Linked DNA regions of Macaca mulatta: region 2 is linked to region 1. Evidence: chromatin contacts called from public Hi-C data. All regions are on one chromosome and are shown on one strand. The core of a region is the stretch at or near the end of the contact, and the rest is flanking DNA. Distances in the headings are between cores, read along the strand shown. Region 1 holds the start of FGF18 (fibroblast growth factor 18). Region 2 overlaps STK10 (serine/threonine kinase 10).

Evidence for each region. A called contact is a pair of places that touch in the nucleus more often than the background predicts.
Region 2: a Hi-C map of fetal cortex germinal zone shows a contact between it and region 1, with 2.5 times the contacts expected there. The contact joins the enhancer-like site here to the promoter of FGF18 in region 1. A contact is called at or near these places in 3 of 14 Hi-C or Micro-C datasets (fetal cortex germinal zone, fetal cortical plate and liver).

Annotation. Positions count from the first base shown.
Region 1 is chr6:180,272,406-180,279,251 of T2T-MMU8v2.0, reverse strand. FGF18 (fibroblast growth factor 18) reads right to left here and starts at 2,957. Exons shown (of 5, transcript XM_015141412.3): 1 at 2,319-2,957; 2 at 2,107-2,143. The coding sequence starts at 2,350.
Region 2 is chr6:180,898,345-180,904,836 of T2T-MMU8v2.0, reverse strand. It overlaps STK10 (serine/threonine kinase 10), which reads left to right. Exons shown (of 19, transcript XM_028849917.2): 18 at 1,283-1,396. The region is part of intron 2 of LOC114678969 (a long non-coding RNA gene); the gene reads right to left. Among named protein-coding and RNA genes, the nearest start is that of FBXW11, 51 kb to the right of the region's middle. Within about 2 kb of position 4,861, at least 9 of the 40 cell types and tissues checked have an H3K27ac peak or open chromatin away from gene starts, as enhancers often do. A contact at or near this core is called in fetal cortex germinal zone and fetal cortical plate, where this site is marked.

The sequences.
Region 1 (6,846 bases), core at 1,708-4,207:
TTGAAACTCTGTGGGGAGCAGACAACCCTCTTCCAGACACAGCACATTTAAGCACCATTTTTGTGCAATGTTTCAGGGGCCTCCCCCTCCCACAATCCCATCCTTTGACACTCCAAGGGTACATGGACCATGGGTTAAAAACATCAGTCCTATGGCACTTTGGATGCAGAAAGGCCGGTGGGGACAAAGGGGCGATGGAAGGGGGAAGGTGGAGGTGGTGGGGAGAGGAGGTTCCCTCACCTGCTCTAAGGCTGCCGTTTGACCTAACCAGGGCAGACCACCCAGCTCTTTCCCAAGATGCTGGCTCTAGCTCTGGCCAGGAGGTGGAGGTGGGATGCAGAGTCCACGCTCCCTCCCTCCAGCTCCCCCAGAGAACACAGAGACCACACAGCAGCCCCTCCTGGGCCCCACTTCAAGAAGAACCAAGAGCAGCAGGCATCCAGAGGCTTGAGCCACACGTCTGCAGGCCTCCCTGCTACTCCATGCCCATTTCATCACTCCTGCCCCCAGGCTCAGAACTCTGGAAAAGAGCTCTTGCCCAGGTCAGACAAGCAGACCCCCTGGAGTGACCCCGGGGCCTGCCCTCTGCTTGGGGACTCAGCTGCAGACCAGGCAGGCCATGCCTGGCACTGGCCTCCCTCTTTGACACCAGCCGTTCCCCACCCCCGCCCCCATCACCACACAGGGTCACATCTGCTTTGGCAAACAGCCAGTCTTAAGTTACTGACTCCAGTTATATTGATTCAAGGAGTCACTGGGGACTCCAGCCTGGCCAACAGGAGGAAAGAACCCATCAGTCCGTCCACCCTTCCGTCCCCAAGCCCTACTGGATGCCCCCAGCTCAGTGCCTATCAGGAGGGTAACAACCCTCTTCTGGGTGTGGAGGGAAGATAACAGGCCCACCACCGCCAAACACGGCGAGAGGCTGCTGAGTCCCAGCAGTGCTCAAGGCACACAACACTCCTTGAGCCAGAAAACCGGGAGAACCACCAATTTCCTGTGCTTAAGACTTGCTCTGGGGATCTCCTGAATCCAGAAGGCTAAGGTCTAAGATTCTTCTCTAATCCCGGAAAGCCACCTGCCTTCCACCGAGGGGGAAGGGTCAGACAACCTTCTTTTGGCCTGTGTCCAGTTCCTCCTGGCCTGGCCCCTTGCAGCGCTAGGTGGGTGGGGGCTTGGGGAGCTGACGCTTCCTATTCCCTTTGCCCGCCGCCCCCCACCCCCAACATGCAGAGGCAGCCCTGGTCTGGTTCTAATCGGGGCTGAAGTCGGCTCCCTTTTTCGCTCTTCTCTCTCCCTCCCCCCAACCCTTTTTCCTTCATTTCTACGGCTTTGGAAGCCAGAGCGTTCCAACTGTCTGTGTGCCAAGACCTTCCCGAGTCTGAAAGCTGCTGAAGTAACAGATCAGATTTTAGCAAGTGCTTTCCAGGCTGAGCGCCAAGCCCTCTTCTGATTCACGGAGAGCGAGCGAACGGGGAGCAGGCGGGGAACCAACGAGGGCTGCACCACCTTAGGCGAGGGAGTGCGGAGCGTGGCCCGTCCGGGAGCGGCCTCGCGGGCAACGGCCACTCGGCCTAGGCGCCCTCGAGGTTCCCCTTGTCCCGGGCGTGTGTGTGTCTGTATGTGTGTCTCAGTGCTGCAAGAGCCTTCAAAACCACAGAGTAATTTACAACTGAAGCTTTCTCCCTGGACTCGAAATCCACTCGGCTGAAAGCCTTTTTGTTTGGAAGCGGTGATGTTAAGGGAAGGTTGGCAGAGAAAATCCCTAGGTCCTACCCCTCGCTGACTGCGGGCAGGGGTCTTAGAGCCGGGTATATTGCTGCGGCTGAACCCGCCGGGTCTGCGGGATCTCCTTCCAGCCGAGGCCGACAGGGGCCGCGACAGCCAGCGCCGCCTCGGGCCCCGCGGCAGAGCCCCTTGCCCTTGGCCGGTCCCCCGCCGGCGCAGGGCGCGCGCGGAGCCGCCCTTCCGCGCCCTGGGAACAGGTGCACTGGGCTCGGCGCCCAGGAGGGGTGGGGCACAGGGAGGGGGCGCGGCCGGGGAAGGGGGGTCGGCGTGTACCGCGAGGCAGGGGCGGGAGGAGGTCAGAGTCAGGAGCCCACGTACCTGTACCTGGAAGCACAGCAGCAGGAAGTGTAAACACCTGCGGGAAACAGATGGAGAAGCGGTCAGTGGGACCTGAGGAGGGGGGCGCACGGACAGACAGACACTCAGTCGAACAGTCAAGCGAACGGACGGGCGGGTAGACAGAGGCACAGGGCACAGGCACACGGACAGACGGCCAGGCAGGGTGGGCAGCCCCGCGCGCGGGCGCTTACAGGCAAGTGCAGGCGGAGGGCGCTGAATACATCGCTGGGCGGGAGGGAGGCGGCGGCTCCTAGCCCAGCCTGCACATGTCCGCTCCGCGCGGCCGGGACCGGGCGCCTCCGCCGCCGCCGCCGCCGCCGCCGCCGCTGCTGCTGCTCCCTCCTCGCCGGCTGCTGCTGCTGCAGACTCTGCTGCTCCGGGGCGCTCCGCGGCGCGCCCTGCGGCATCAGCGCCCCGCGCGGCTCCTCCCGAGCGCTGCGCCCTCCGGGCTGGCGCAGGGGCTGCGGGGCGGCAGCCGCTATGCAGGAGGCGCCTGGCTGGTGCGGGGAAGCTTGCTTACTGCTGGCCGGCCGGCCGTCCGGGCGTCCGTGGGAGGTTGGCTTCCCGGCTCAGTTCGGGGACAGCATGCGCGGCGGGGCTGGAAGCCGGGTTGCACTCTCCGGCCCGGGCGCGGAGCTGCGTGAGGCCAGGGGTCAGCGCTCCGGGGTCGGGGCGCGCGGCTGCAGCACGAAAGCGTCACGGCCGCTCCGTCTGGGCGCCCGCCGGCTCATGTCTCCTCCTCCGCGTCTCTCCGGCCGTGCGCATCGCCGCCTCCCACCACTGGCGGCGGCCGGGGCGTTTTCTACGCGCGGGCGGCGAGGGGGCGGGGGGCCGGGGGCGGGCCCGGGCCAGAGCCGGCACAATGAGGATGCGGGGCCTGGGGGCTCCCCCCTCGGGGCGCGGCCGGACGGGCGCTCAGCTCGCCTGGGTGCGCCCAGCCCACATCAAAGGCGGCCCTGCCTGCTCGCCTGCCTGCCGCGGCCTCTCGCTGCCTCCTCCTCCTTCTCCCGGCGGCTCGGGGTTGGAGGGGAGGCGCTCAGACTCTCGGCGACGGAACCGGCAGCTCCGAAGGGGCAGGACCCACGAAACTGAAGCTGGTGAGCGCTGGAAGCCGTCGGAGCTCTGCGCCCGAACGCAGTGACCCGCTCCTCCGCGCAAACGTTGCCCAAACTGGGCAGGCGATGCTTCCCAAGAAAGCAGTTAGGTACGGAGCGTCCTCACCTGCCCACATTCGCTAGTCGCACTCACCAGCGCTCGAGTGGGGAGCCGAGAGGGGGCGGGTCAGACCCAGCCCCGGGGCGGCTCCACTGAATGGGGGTCGCTTTTACCCGCTCTGTGATCGTGGAGTTTCCCAGCCACCCTCTTGACTGGCTACGCACTTAAGTGAGCCCCCTTTCTCTTCTTACGTCCCTGCCGCTGCGAAGGGGGCTCCGGGGCGTCTCTCCTTCCCACCCCTTGCCGCCTCCAGGGTTCTGGGGTCGGTTCACGGGATCCCAGCTGGGCTCTCCCGTAGGCGAGCCAGCTTTGGAAACACACGGCTACCACCAAGCGGCCCCGAGACGTCACTGCAACCCCAGCACGGACGGCTGCACGCCGGGGAGCAGCCAGCAGGACTCTGGTCAGCGACCACGCTGAGGCCCTCTTCCGGCCTCCTCCCAAAACCAGGCTGAGACTTGCCTCCGTTTGCATACTATGTAGCTTCGTTCCTTTAACCAGGGTCCCATTCAGGACACTGGTTCTTACCGCCTCCACCCCTTCCAGAGGCATAAGTCCTGTCCTTCCCACCAACTCCAAAACGTAGATGTTCTTGTCACGCACCTGCCTCACTGTGTAGAGCCGGTGTCAGCCAAGCTCTGCTTAGGCCCAATGCTAAGGAAAATAGGTCAGTGAGAAAGACATTGGAGTACAGCCTCAACCAAAACTCAGGAATCTGGACTGTTTGGTTAAAGCCTCCTTGCGTTGGCAATGGTTGATGGTCCACTAGAGCATAAACTGAGGTAGGACTGTGGAACGGTGCTATTTCCTGAAGCCATGAATATAAAACATTAGTAATTGTTCCAAATATCAGACCTCCTTGCAAGCTATTTTAAGTTCCCTTTCAAAGCTGAGGCTATTTTAAACAGATAGCCTCTGTTTCAACACTGGACGCAAGTGCAGAAAACCTTTTCAAAACCAGGTGCTGAGTGATGGCGAAAATTCCTGCATGAAGCTTTTGAGCTGAATTTACTTAGGCATTCTGATTGCCAGAGCTGGACTTGCCAAGTTACTCGTAACTTTCCAAGTTCTGGAGAAAATGAACCAATCCCAAGATAGGATGCAATGACGAACCATAAATAGAAATGGACAGAAATTCTCCCACCGATGACCTCAGTCATTGCCACCATCTTTGATCTTGCTTTATAGGAAGATTGACAAACCCAGTCAAGAGGGGTTTTTGGCTTACCATCTGCTAGTTTGAAGTATCTCCTGGCTAAGAATCATGCTTCAAATTTTCTGTACTGTTACTATTTTTTATTACTTGTGAATGGAATGGGTATATAATTATTTATACCCTATCTAAAATGCTTGCAGTATTTTTCAATGCTCGGATAAAGTATATTTGCCAATCTCACCTATCAAACAAATCAGACTGACCAAAAAGTCCAGCCAAGAGAACACTTCTGAGTAAGAGCATAAACTCAGGAGTCAGAGGTAGTGCATTTGAATACTGTCACCAACATTTACTTACAAATTCCAGCAAGCAACGGTCTGAGACTCTGCTTCCTCCTCTACAAAATATGGCTAAGAACAGGAACGACTCTCACAGAGTTGTGAGTACTCAATGAGTGTCTGGCACACAATGAAAACTCCAAACATTTTAGCTAACTAATAATCCTAATTATGGTTTTCAGGTTATTTTCACATTTCTTTCTGAACAATTTTATGAAGTAGGGAGGCAAGATCACTTCCAATTTACAGTTGAAGAGGCATCTAGTCAGAATGTCTTTTGACTCCAAATCAATTTTATACTACACATTCTTTTCGCCACCACTCACACCCTCATGTCTGGTTTCATGTACCTATTTACCAATATGACCTATTTACCATATGCCTGAATCTTAAATGGGTTCTATCTGGATTTAGCATGTTCATACAACACTTAATGTATACCACTATTTTAGTAGTCACTTCTTACTAGTTCAATCACAATTTATTGAGATCCTACAGTGTCGGGCCCTCACTGAAAGACAGGCAAGATCCCTGCACTAAAAAAGTACTTCGTCTCCACTAGGGAAGATGAGCCATAAGCAAATACACCAAGAGATAAATGCTGGCTTGTTACCAGTGCTTTGAGAGAACCCAGTGGGATGAGATGAACAGTACAGGAGATAGAGCAAGCTAGAAGACCTCTTGGTGACATTTAGGCCAAGACCCAAAGACAGGAGATAGCCATGCAAAGGAATATTCCAGGTAAAAAATGCAAAGTGCCTCCAGTGGAAAAAGGCTAGGTGACTGGCAGGGTTAGCCAGGGAGAGTGTGGCAAGAGATAAGGGTGAAAGCAGGCAATGTTCTTGACCAGGCCTTTGCAGGAAATGAAGTAGCCATCAATGGCTTAAGGGTACCAGTTTTGCAATGCATCGGTTTTAAGTGTACGGTTCAGTTCTGACAAATGTTATCTAGGTACAAACACCACCTCTTCTCAGGCAATCTTCCAGCCCCCAATTACTGGTCCCAAACAATCATTTATCTGGCACTGGTTTATTTTCAATTTCATATAAACAGAACCACCTAGTATGTGCTTGTGTGTGGCTGAGCATGTTTGAGATTGGTCCATTGTTGCATTTTGCAGTAGTCAATTCTTTTTCATCATGGGATAGTATTTCATAGTATAGATATGCCACAATTTGTCAATTAAGGGCTTTCAAACTGAGTCAAAAATCAGTTTGTTAAAAAAGCTTTACCCTGGCTAAGAATGAAGTGGAATGCTGTTACACCATCCCACTTCATTCTTAGTAGCTGGAGTAAGCAGGACACTAAGAAAGCTAGCTGTTACCAGTCCAGGTAAGGGTACTGTAGCTTGGGCTACGCAGCCATGTGCTATTTTGGGGTCGGAATCAGACACACCTGCATTAAATTCACAGCTCTAAGTTAATAAACTCAGGCAATTTTCTGAGGGGAGTTAAGAATGTATGTTGACTGGTAACACAATGAAATGAAAGCCCTGCAGAGCATCTCGATGCCTTGCCTACTGACTAACCCTAAGCACCTAGAACTTTTGTCTAAGACAAAGTATGTATTTAAATCCCTTTGTTCAAGTGTGCAAGTAAACTGAGCACTGCAATCTTTCCACTTGTTTTCCACTTCTTCCCAGTCTTGACGGAGAAGACGCCTAAGATTCAGGGAATCTGTGGAGTACAAATATTGTGGAGACAGAGATGGAAAACATCTAGCCTAAGAACACAGGACAGGCCGGGCACGGTGGCTCACGTCTGTAATCCCAGCACTTTGGGAGGCTGAGGTAGGCGGATCATGAGGTCAGGAGTTTGAGAGGAGCCTAACCAACACAATGAAACCGTGTCTCTACTAAAAATACAAAAATTAGTCGGGCATGGTGGCACACGCCTATAATCCCAGCTACTCAGGAGGCTGAGGCAGGAGAATCGCCTGAACCCGGGAGGCGGGGGTTGCACTGAGCTGAGATCTGGCCACTGCACTCCAGCCTGGGGGACAGAGCGAGAC
Region 2 (6,492 bases), core at 3,612-6,111, 620 kb before region 1:
CCTGCTTACAGGACTGGGGCAAGGGCTTGTGAGGGAAGCGGCGGAGCTGGCAGTGGGCTGCTGCAGGGTTTCCACGTCATCACTGTGTTTTGGGCAAAGGTGGTCGGGGTGTGGCCAAGCCCCTTGTGGGCTGCTTTTCCTGTGGTAATTCCTGACCTCTTCAGGCTTCCTGGCCCCTGGGTTTGGCCCACGCTTGAGGGTCCTGGCCCCAGGAGCTGGTACTTGAAGCCCCCTTGGGCCAGGGCCGATTCGAACCTCAGGAACTGCTCAGGCTGTTGGACTCATCGGGCGTTTTCTGGAGAGGCAGGGAGGCGTGGAGGAAACATTCCAGGTGTTGAGGCCTGCCCGGCAGGGCTCTGCTGATTGTCACTGTGTGACTTTTGACCAAGCCATTCACCTTCTGCATCTGTTTTCCTATCCCTGCCTCGGGTTTCTGTGAGCACTGGGAGAGCCCATATGAAGTGCCGAGCACAGCTCCTGGCAGGCCACAGGAACTCAGCGCTGCTGCGAGTATTACTTCTCACTCAGCCAAGTTCTCAACTCCCAGAAGCCTCTAGCATGAAACCCAAAATGAAAATCGCCCAAAGGATTCTACTTTCCCAACCCAGTAGGGTCGTGGTATCTGGATAAAGGCATTTTCCCCCTGCTTTATAAGCTCCTCATGAGAAGACTGATTCTCTGCAAGAAATCAACAGGGACTTGTCACTGCTGCCTATGAGAGAGATTTACATTTTATAAAGCAGATAACTTACCTCAGAGAAAGAACAGTGAGGTTGGAAGAGTCTCACCCATGTCAGTGACCCTCATTCCTTGCCACAGATTTCCCTGAGGAAATTCTATGTGATACATACAGAGTATCTTAGCTCAGGCTGCCATAACAAAGTACCATGATGCTTAAGCAACAGAAACTTCTTTCTCACAGTTCTGGGGGCTGGAAGTCTGAGATCAGGGCGCCAGCATGGTTGGGTTCTGGTGAGGGCTCCCTTCCTGGCTTGCAGACAGCTGCCTTCTTGCTATATCCTCACAGAAAGTTGCAAATTTACCACACATCCCCACCACAGAGTTAATAAGAACTGTTAACATATTCTGGACTGTTCCTCCAGGCACTTCTTGGTGCATGTGATTTACATATAGAGTTTGAATAAATGGGATTTATAGTCAAGAAGAAGAAATAATAAATGAACGATGCTGGTGCCCTCGTGGCCACAGCATGAGGTGTGTCTCAGTCTTCAGGGCCTGTGTCTTCTGATTTCTCACCTGTTCTGCCTGGAATTTGTTCCAGAATGAAAAGTGCCACCTCCTGGTAGAGCACGAGACCCAGAAGCTGAAGGCGCTGGATGAGAGCCATAATCAGAACCTGAAGGAATGGCGGGACAAGCTTCGGCCGCGCAAGAAGGTAACCTTGTCCGAGCTGGTGGGCTCGGTCTCGGGCTCTGCTCTGTGCCATGCACAGGCCTCTGGCCAGGACATGTTAGGTCTCGTTATTTTGGTGGACTCTTGCTTTGTGGCACCGTCAAATGGATCTCCAGCCTGAGAGAGAGGAACTTTCTAACCCTTCATGGCTAAACACCCTGCAGCTTCCAGCTATGGAAGGGCAGCGTCTTGTTTAGCTCCCTCTCGTGGACCAGAGTACTCCTGCCATGTGGTGTCCACAGAGCACGCTGCAGTGAGTCAAGCCAGCCATGCTGCTGGGCCAGAGCCCAGCCTGTGGGGATTTTCTCTCAGAGGAAGTTATTCTCAGAAGTCAGAACCCAGCACCAGATAGAATACTTGCCAATTTAGTTTTCTGTTGCTGTGTGATGAACTGCCGCACACTAAGCAGCTTAAACCGACACCCGTTCACTCCCTCCTAGTGGTGGAGTTCAAGAGTCTGGGTGGGCTCACCTGGGTTCTCTGCGCAGGGTCTCACCAGGCTGCAATCAACGTTTTCAGCGTGGCTGGGCTCTTAGCTGAAGTTTCTGGGGAAGAATCACTTCCAAACCCGCTCAGCTTTCGACAGAATCCAGTTCCTTGTGGCTGTAGGTCTGAGGTCCCTGTTTCCTTGCTGACCTCGGACAGGGGTTACTTTATTTTCTAGAGGCCACCAGCATTCCTTATCACGTGGCCTCTTCCACCTCCAAATAGCAAGCGTGCATTCAGACCTTCTTGTGCTTTGAATGTTTGAATGTCTCTGATATCCCCTTCTGCCACCAGCAGAAAACCCTTTTGTGCTCATGTGATTAAATGCGGGTCACGGGATAGCCTCCCTGCTTGCAGGAATGATACCACATTCAGAGGTTCCACCCACACTCAGAGGAGCGGGGAGAGTTATAGGAGAGTCATGGGGGTCATTTTTGAATTGTGCCTGCCATACTTTCACCTTCAAAACCCATGCCCTCGCTCAGTCCCACATCTTTCTTTACTGCCCTGTCACTCTCTCTCCTTTCTGTGAAGCCCTCTCACAATTTCTTCCTCCGCCCACTGAGAAATTCCTTTCTCAGCCCACTGCAGCCTCTCCTGGCAAGGTCAGTAGCAGCATCCTGGTGGCTGACTCCCATGGATATGACTTGCTGGACTTGACCTCCTGGTGGCAGTCAGTGCTACAGTCATTCTCTTCCTCGCCTGCCTTGTCCTTCTAGGCCCACGTTCTGCTGAGTTTCTTCTCTGTCACTGGCCCCTCTGCAACGTCCCTCCTGACCCATCTGTTGATTTCTTTATTTTATTTTTTATTTTAGAGATAGAGTTTCACTCTGTCGCCCGAGGCTGGAGTGCAGTGGCGTGATCTCGGCTCACTGCAACCTCTGCCTCCTGGGTTCAAATGATTTTCCTGCCTCAGCCTCCTGAGTAGCTGTGATTACAGGCACATGCCACTATGCCTGGCTAGTTTTTCTATTTTTAGTAGAGATGGGGTTTCATCATGTTGTCCAGGCTGGTCTTGAACTCCTGACCTCAAGTGATCCACCTGCCTCGGCCTCCCAAAGTGCTGGGATTACAGGCGTGGGAACTTGGCTGTCTGCAACCTGTGCCTCCTGGGTTCAAGTGATTCTCCTGCCTCCGCTTCCTGAGTAGCTGGGACTACAGGTGTGCACTACTGTGCCTGGCGGATATAATTTTTTAAAAATATTGTGTAATATGTCAACTTTTGGAAGATCTGCATAACACAGTAAACCAATATTTTCTAAGTGACCAGTGCATGATGTTACAGGATCATGGGTGGGGCAAAGTTACATCCAAGTGCAAGATAGAGCAGTGGATTTTTTTTTTTTTTTGAGACAGAGTGGCGCTGTCTCGGCTCACTGCAACCTCCACCTCCTAGGTTCAAGCGATTCTCCTGCCTCAGCCTTCCTGAGTAGCTGGGATTACAGGCGCCCACCACCACTCCTAAAGTGCTGGGATTACAGGTGTGAGCCCAGGAGTTTGAGACCAGCCTGGGCAACATGGTGAAATCTCATCTCTACAAAAAATACAAAAATTAGCTGGGCACAGTGGCACATGCCTGTAGTCCCAGATACTCTGGAACCTGAGATGGGAGGATCACTTGAGGCCAGGAAGTCAAGGCTGCAGTGAACCATGATTGCACCACTGCACTCCGGTTTGGGTGACAGATTGAGACCCTGTCAAAAAGAAAAAAAAAAAATTGAGAAGCTGTCATGTTCAGGCTGGTGGACACATGTTTTCCAAAGTTCTCATTTTTGCTTGAATGCTCAAATTTTGTCATTGGCAATAAATATCTTTAGTTTGTTTCCTTTGAAGTGATCAGCTCAGTTTGTTCATTTTTAAGAGAGTATGGGTCTTGCTATGTTGTCCAGGCTGGTTTCGACTGCCTGGGCTCAAGCAGTTCTCCTGTCCCAGCCTCCCAAGTAGCTGGAACTATAGACGCATGCCACCATGCCCAGTTGTCAGTTGTTTTTTAGTAAAAATGATATTCTGCAAAATAAAGTGGCTAGTTCAGCCCACAACTCAAGACAATTGCACAAGAACAAGATCGGGCACAAGAACAAGATCTCTAGGCAGCCATCATGCTTTCATGGGCAGCAGGCATGCCTTATGCATAGTTCTCATTTCCTCACACAGGACGTTAAAGGGCAGTGACCTTGAAGGTCAGGATTTAATAAAGTAAACCATTTGTGTTCAAGGTGATTTTAAGTGCAGTTGGCTTTATTGTTTTAATTGAAAAACTTTCTAAAATACTGTGAGTGGGCCTGGCATGGTGGCTCACACCTGTAATCCCAGCACTTTGGGAGGCCAAGGCGGGTGGATCACCTGAGGTCAGGAGTTCGAGACCAGCCTGGCCAACATGGCAAAACCCCGTCTCTACTAAAAATACAAAAATTAGCCAGGTGTGGTGGTGCATACCTGTAATCCCAGCTGCTCTGGAGGCTGAGGCAGAAGAATCACTTGAACCCGGCAGGCAGAAGTTGCAGTGAGCCAAGATCTCACCACCACTTCACTCCAGCCTGGGCGAAAGAGTGAAACTCCATCTCAAAAAAATAAAAATAAAAATAAACACTGTGAGTGCACGGTGGTGAAGAATACTCATTCAGTTTGGAGGGGCCATTGTCTGAATCCTCCAGAAGCTCCAGAAGTTTTACCCATCATTGCTTTTGTACCATTAGCACAAATATCAAAACACTGAAAAAGCAAACTGTGTCTCAGTAGGAAACTAGAGCTTGCTGCCCCTTCCCCACCCCCAGAAAGTGTTCTGGGCCCCCTAGGGGTTCATGGACCACACTTTGAGAACTACTGTTCTTGCCTTATCTCCTGTGAGTCTCATCCCCGACTTGTGCTCTGAACAGATTTCGGTACCCAAATAGATCTCCATACCATCTGCGCTTCCCTCGTTCTCTGCTGGGCTTTTGCCCAGCCTGTTCCCCTTGCCAGGAATTCTCTACCCACCAGCCTTTGCTTGGCCAACTTCTGTGTGTCTTCATTATTCAGGCCTTCCCCACGGAGGCTATATGCTGTCTCTTCTGGGCTCCCCGTCCTTGCCCCTGTCATGGCACTTACCACGTGGGATTGCATTTGTGTGCCATCCTTAGCTTGATCATTCATTCATTTGTTCATTCATTTGTGTATTAATGCAACACGTATTTCTTGAGCGCCTGCTCAGTGCCCCACACAGTTTCAGACACTGCATTGAACAAAAGGGACAAGTCCCTGCCCTCAGGAAGAACCGACCTTCTAGTGAGGGGCCAGGAAGCAGGGAGGGAAACAGCATGGGGGGCGGTCACAAAGTGGAGCTGCTTCAGACAGTGTGGCAGGAAGATGTCATCTAAGAAGACATCTGAGCCCAGATCTGAAGGACCTGAGGGAGGGAGCCGTGCAGCTGTGGGGGGTTTCGGGGGGACATTCCCAGCACAGGGAAGAGCAGCTGCAAAGGCCTGGACACCTTGCTTGTGAAACAAGGAGGCCCCTGCGCCAGAGAGTGGTGGTGATGGTGGGAGGCGACAGGAGGCAAAGTCAGAGGGGTGGGGGGACCTATGTAAAGCCTGGCTTTTACTCTGTGTGAGATGGGAGCCACTGGAGGGTTCTGAGCAGAGGACGGGGGGGTCTGACTCGTGTTTTGAAAAGGATCCCACTGGCTTCCCTCAGGGCTCAAGAGTGGAGGAAGAGAGACCAGTAAGGAAACTATTGTGATAACCTTGGTGAGAAATGAGGGCAGCTTGGATTAGGATGGTATCAGAGGTGGGGGGAATTCGTCCATTTCCTCTCTAGCTGGCACTCTAGACGTTCTTGCCGGTCACCAGCTTTGGGATCTTGGGCAAGCGATCGTCCCCGCTCTGGGCCTGTATGAGTCTGGATTCTCTAGAGAAACAGAACCAATATAGAGAGAGGGTGCGTGTGTGTGTGTGTGTGTGTGTGTGTGTGTGTGTGGAGGGAGAGGGAGAGGGAAATTGATTTAGTTATTTTAAGGAACTGGCTCACATGATTGTGGGGGCTGGTGAGTCTGGAATCTGCAGGACAGGTCAGCAGGCTGGAGACCCAGTTGTTGTTGCTGTCTAGAGGAAGAATTCCTTCTCTCTTTTCTCTGAAGGCCTTCAACTGATTGAGTCCCACCCACATCATGAAAGGTAGTTTGCTTTACTCAGTGTTTACTGATTTAAATGCTAATCACATCTATAAAATACCTTCATAGTGACATCTAGTCTGGTGTTTGACCAAACAGGTAGATAGATACCATGGCCTTGCCAAGTTGACACATAAAATTAACCATCACGGAAATTAGTCGGGCACAGTGGCACAAGCCTGTAATCCCAGCTACATGGGAGGCTGAGGCAGGACAATTGCTTGAAGCCAGGAGGCAGAGATTGCAGTGAGCCAAGATCGCATCACTGCACTCCAGCCTGGGAGACAGAGCAAGACTCCATCAAAAAAAAAACAAACATGGGTCCTCATTGTGGTTGTTTGTACAGTGAAGCTATCGATACTGCAATGCTATGCCAGAAGTCGCTAGTACATAGTACAGACCAAGAACATACTCATCCCCCTAAACTCTCTGAAGAGAGAGCTGCC